Regions from separate parts of the Gossypium hirsutum genome. Here region 1 is linked to region 2. The links are chromatin contacts, called in public Hi-C maps. All regions are on one chromosome and are shown on one strand. Each heading gives the region's core, a stretch centred on a gene start, on an enhancer-like site or on the middle of the called end of the contact. The rest is flanking DNA. Distances are from core to core; before and after follow the strand shown. Region 1 holds the start of LOC107935474. Region 2 holds the start of LOC107935472 (protein SRC2 homolog).

What was found. A called contact is a pair of places that touch in the nucleus more often than the background predicts.
Region 1: a Hi-C map of leaf shows a contact between it and region 2, with 1.6 times the contacts expected there. The contact joins the promoter of LOC107935474 here to the promoter of LOC107935472 in region 2. A contact is called at or near these places in 2 of 34 Hi-C or Micro-C datasets (hypocotyl and leaf).

The regions. Positions count from the first base shown.
Region 1 is chrD10:65,716,610-65,719,428 of Gossypium_hirsutum_v2.1, reverse strand. LOC107935474 reads right to left here and starts at 1,299. Exons shown (of 2, transcript XM_016868091.2): 1 at 451-1,299. The coding sequence starts at 803.
Region 2 is chrD10:65,546,707-65,549,905 of Gossypium_hirsutum_v2.1, reverse strand. LOC107935472 (protein SRC2 homolog) reads left to right here and starts at 1,553. Exons shown (of 1, transcript XM_016868089.2): 1 at 1,553-2,884. The coding sequence starts at 1,748. The coding sequence ends at 2,668. LOC107935413 (peroxisomal nicotinamide adenine dinucleotide carrier) reads right to left here and starts at 195. Exons shown (of 11, transcript XM_016868016.2): 1 at 1-195.

The DNA of each region.
Region 1 (2,819 bases), core at 50-2,549, 170 kb before region 2:
AAAAACACTTATGTTTAACCTATTTGGTTACGGATAAGGACATGAACCAACTAAACTAAACCCGACATAAGTAAAACCAAATTCGATATTCAAACTAGAGTCCTTACTTTATAATCTAAGAAAACAGAGAAAAAATATTCTTTGTTTATATATTCTCCCCCATTGTATTCCCGGGCCATTAACAACAAAAGATTCCTCGACTTTTTTTTCTTACAGAACAAAACCAAAAATAAAAACATAAAAAAAGGGCAAAAAAAAAACAGAACCAAAATAACCTTAAAAAAAACATCATGGATCCACCATTGTTTTGACCACTTTTTCAATTTATTTACATAAAGCCCTTGCATTTCCACATTTCAGTCCCAAAAATCACTGAAGATTCAAGCAAGATATACATAAATCATGACAGTGAAGACAAAATACGGTGACAATGTTTGATGAATTACTTACCTGTTTCCTTTGATTTTGAACCAAGCTTCAGCACAATGTTTATGAGCAGCAGCCAAATCATCCTTACAAGAACAACCTAACTTAATAGGAACACCAGATTCATGGTTGGTCGGGTCCAAAGTGAGATGACAAATCCTGCAATCTCTTTCCAGTTCTTTTGCTAAATGTGACTTGGTTTCGGACACTACCCCAGACTCAAGATCCAGTTCCAGAGAAGAAGAAGAACCGTGACGGTTGCTATCTTCTTGTTCCTCGTTACCTGTCAGGTTTCCTTCTTGTTGCTCTGTTCCTTCATCAACAACGTCAATGGCGATGATGACCCCTTGGGGTTGTTTTGGTAAAGATTGTTCCATTTAGGTTAAGACCCAGTTTTTGAATCCTCATGTAATTGTTCTTACAAACAAAAAATTCATCAAATTTTCCGACAGTAAAGCTACTTGAGTTTAACTATGCATTAGTAGCTCTGTTTGTTTTACAGAGGCTTTTTCTTTTGGCTGGTAAACACGGTTTTAAGAATGGTAGGTGTTGTCCCTCTTTTCTCTCTCTGCGAAACAAAGAGAGAGAAACATGAACAAGAAGAAAAGATCTCATGTAGAAATATACATAGAAAATATTCTATAAACCAACTTGGCAGAAATTTTTAAAGTACTATTTGTTGGATAATCGGGTAAATTTAACAATGGTTGGTATTAAGTTTAGGGTGCTTATAGATAAATTTATTTTCGAATTTTATCTTTTAATTCCGATGGTAGTTTTGTGAGATTCACGAAATAAGAGCATCTTAATACTCATTTTATTCACAAATGTGGTGGTGAGGTACTTTCACTCCATAAATCTCTTGAAGTTTTCGTCGGAATCAATAGATAAAATTCAATGATAAAATCAAACACAAATACTCGAGTTTGATATTAACTATTGTCGGAGGTTCGATCAATTATCTAACAGATGACAGTTTGATTTTTTTTTCTCCAAATTACTTAAAGTAAATTTTTTTAATTCACATCATTTGAACTTAAATCAATCAAAACACGATAAAAGTATCATAAAGAGTTTTATACTATGGGTCAAATTTTATTTTACTCGAGGAGTAAATTAATTTTTTATATTTAAAAATTCATGTATTTCTAATTAAAACTAGCTTAATTAATAAAATAATCAAACAATTACATATGGTACTTCATTTTGACCTACATAACTAGTTTTTAATAATAAAAATAGATAAAAATTTTAACAAGTGAATTAATTTATTTTTTAATCTAATACATAAAAATTGAATTATTTGTTTTTTAAATATTATTACCATAAAAAAATTAATATAATGATAGTAGTTGATTGAAGTGACCCAAATGAAGCAATCATGTTGTCTATATAAGTAAGTGTGTTTTAATTACACATCATTCGATTTTGATGCCACACATCCCAAAAACCCTGTAAGAAGGAACTTAAGCAGAAATTCCGAAACTACCCCTGTTTTTTTAATAAAATTTTGTAGTTATATAGGGTATTCTCGACTTTGAAAAGGAATTTATTGATCTTATAGAAAAATAACACCTCATCGATACAAACAAATAATAATAATTAAAAAGCGTACCACAATTTAATAATATCTTCTCAAGTACTTTTAAGCATGCTCGCCTCCAATCAATGCTTTAATTGGATTACAAACTAATTAGTTAATTTTAAAATACGTATAAATCAATTAATTAAATTATAAATTAGTTAAACCAAATAATTAAAAAAATTTAATATTTTTATTTTTATGAATTTTTAGTAATATATTCAATCGAAATAATACTTTACTAGTTTCTGAACCTATGATCAAAATATCCAAAACGGAAGGATTTTTTTTCCCAAGTTAGTACCTTATCTTAACAATTATTTTCGCAACTGAGATCTGAATTTTAAGATTTTCGAGAAAATATCAATAATTAACTTAAACCAAAAGAAATTTATATTTTAATGTGAAAATAATTATCAAATTCGAGTAATCACCAAATTCAATCACCAAAAAATGATTTAATTTTTTTTTTTGTCGTAACCAATATATCCATTGCCGACAATAATAATTAATAGATTCACCACGATTACCTTCTAAAAACCTAAACAACTAACCATAAAATATACTTCATTCTCGAAATCAAAAATCCAACTATCAACCGTTTGATGAACCAAAAAAATCTATCAACTTTAAATTGAGCGTGTGACAAAATAATTCAGTATGGATAATAGAAGGATGGATTTTGATGGGTGTTTTCAGAACTGGGTCAAAGACAAAAACAGCGGCAGACACGGCCTGCCACCATCCTACATTATTGTAATTTTTGAGAATATAAAAAGTTATCCATCACAATTCACCCTTCACACCTAAG
Region 2 (3,199 bases), core at 304-2,803:
AGGAGGGAAAATGAAAGAAAGAGAGGGAAAAAAAGAAGAGAAACAGCGGAGGGTATCTGTGACTTTGTATGTAGCGACTAGCGAAGAAGCGTACAAGACATTGCAATTTTCTTTGTTCTTTTTTATTTTGCTTGTTTTCGTTCCCTTTAAGAAAGCAAATGAAAGGGATTTTGGATTTTTTTTCTTCAAAATATTAAAAAAATTTATGAATTTAATTGGACTATACACAATTATGACGTGATTATTATAAGAGTTAATTGTATCATACATCCTCAAACTATGATCTTATTCTAAATTAGTTTTCAAATTTTAAAACGTTCTAATTACGTCTCTAAACTATTAATATTATATCAATCAGATCCTTTTATTTTTAAAACAGCTAAATGAAACATCAAGTGTTATGTAACTGAATTTAAAATGAATTTTTTTAAATAGAACGTTGTCATGTAACTTTTTAAAGTAAAAATTAAAAATAAAGTAAAAATTAAAAAAAAAAAGAAATAATAGATGATAAAACTTTTACAAAAGCTTCGAAAAAATCAGAATTAATATTTTTAAAACATTTTTCTCTAATATTTCATTTTAAATTATGTCACATAAGATTTGATATGTTATTTAATAGTTAAATTAACGATTTTAGCAAATGAAAAATTTAATTGACATAACATTAATAGTTTAGGATGTAATTAGAATGATTTAAAATTTAAGAATAAATTTAAAATAAAAATCATAATTTTGAAATGTTTGGTGTAATTAACTCTTATTATAAATTAAAAAGGTTAAAATTAACTGTCCCTGTAGTTTAATAAATTTTATAATTTAATCTTTACACCTAATATTGAAAAATAAGCCACTTTAAACTATTTATCACAATTAATGACAAAAATAATTTCAAAACTAAAATTAAGGTAGTGAATTCCATTCCAATAATGTCTATGTTATCGGAAAGTTCCGTTCCAGTAGTAAACAGGAACAATAAACTCTAGGTTTCATTCAAATATAAATCCTAATCAACATCGATCATACCGATATGTATCAGTTGATTTCGCTCATATCAATTAGTGCAAAAAATAAATTTAATTTTTTTATTATTTATGTTGAATTTCTTGAATTATAGATTGTAATATGCAAGATATAAGATGATCTTATTGTTTAATTTATGTGAATTTTTTTACTTATTTTTTAAAATTGTTAAATGATAACTTATAATTATATGTGAAGTTTATTAAAGAATATATTATATACGTATTTTTATTTAATATTTATTTAATATTTATTATTTAATATTTGTACATATTTTTTATATACATATGTAAAATATTTTTTAATAATAGCAATAAATCCAAAACGATGCACCGGAACAACTCCTTGTTTTGCTAAAAGTACGTATTTCGATAAGTAGAAGAATTAAAATGATTGTATTATAGTAAAAACCGTAAAAAATACAGGGACCTTTTACGAAATATTACCAAAACTAAAAGTATACGATTCCCAAGACGAATGCACGAATGATCTCATTTAATAAAAACCCGCCAACCACTAAGGTTAAAATCGTCATTTTACTGCTCTTTTTCTTTTCTCCACTTCCTAAATCTTAAGCAAAGCCATCAAGTCCAGTCCACTCTCCAAATTCTTTCAAAAAATATTCCAGCTATCCTACGCACCGAAGTTATCCGGTGCACGTTAGCATCACCACCAACCAAAAGCAACGACCAGCGCCACCACCACTGCCGTCGCAGCTACCATCATGGCTACTCACTCTCGACCTCCGCCACCAAGACCACTTGACCTCGACTTGACGATCGTGTCAGCCAAGCATCTAAAGAACGTCAACTGGCAAAACGGCGATCTAAAACCCTACGCAGTCTTCTGGGTTGATCCAGACCGACGTTTATCAACCCGGTCGGACGATTCTGGCTCAACTCGACCCGTCTGGAATGAGCGTTTCACCCTTCCCCTTGTTGTTCCTCCACACGAAACCGTTTTGACCCTCGAGATCTTTCATTCCAAACCCTCTGAAACTCCGAAGCCTTTGGTGGCTACTCTCCGGGTTGAGCTCAAGGAATTACCCGACCTGGATGATGGTTCCAAGATCCGAACCTTTTCTTTGCTCCGACCCTCGGGTCGTCCCCAAGGTAAGATCCGGTTGAAACTTGGGATCCGGGAACGTCCTCTTCCACCACCTCATGATTACCATTTTGCCCCTCCTTCTAGCTATTATTACACAAATGCCCCTCCTCCACCAAGATACTCTGCTCCGCCTTACGTTTCTCTTCCCCCGCCGCCTCCTCCACCGTCATCCTCTCCTCCTCCGCCAAATCCGCCTTACTCCTCCATCCCCGAGGGTTACCCTCCCTACTACTCCAGCCATTACTATTCCTCTCCGCCACCGCCCATGCCTCCACGTCCTTTCTTCGAACGAGCTTCCAGCTATGGAACCCCATCGGCGCCAGTAGATTACTCGCCGTACGATCAGAAGCCTCGGGGAGGTTCTAAAATTGGGGTAGGAACTGGATTAGCTGTTGGAGCGGTTGCAGGGGCTTTAGGTGGAATGGCGTTAGAAGAAGGATTGAAATACGAAGAAGAAAAGATTGGTGAAAGGGTTGAGCATGAAGTGACTTCAAAGGAAAGGGATGATTATGGTGATTATCATCGCCCAGAATATTGATGGGTTTTTTAAGGCAATGATGATGCTGATGAAGGTTATGATGATCATGGCTTATATTTATAGATATTTGTGTATATAATTTGTGATCTGATAACGTGTCTGTGCTTTTAATGTTTGGGATTAAAATGATCAAATAAAATGTGAGCTGAGAACAACTTGTTGATGTTTATTATGTGCTAATTTCTTCTGCTTCAAGAATAAATCTAAGTTTTAACATTTTCTGTTCGTTTTATGTTTAATCTTTTAGTTTTTGTTAGTTAGTTATTGAATGGTTTCTTTCTGGCTTTATTGAATAATGATCATAGGCGATTGAACTTGGAAATTAGGATTGACACTGTGTGCTTCACACTGCTTGCTTCATCGTGCTTTGCTTATGTTGAACTAGATGCATTTATAAGATTATGATAGAATGTGATCTTTATGTGATTATATGTTTGTTATCAAGTTGAAGGCAGCTGGAGGCTGTGGTGGGTACCAAAATTCAGATATTAAGATTCATGCTTAATTCTATACAGTTACAATAATGGTTTT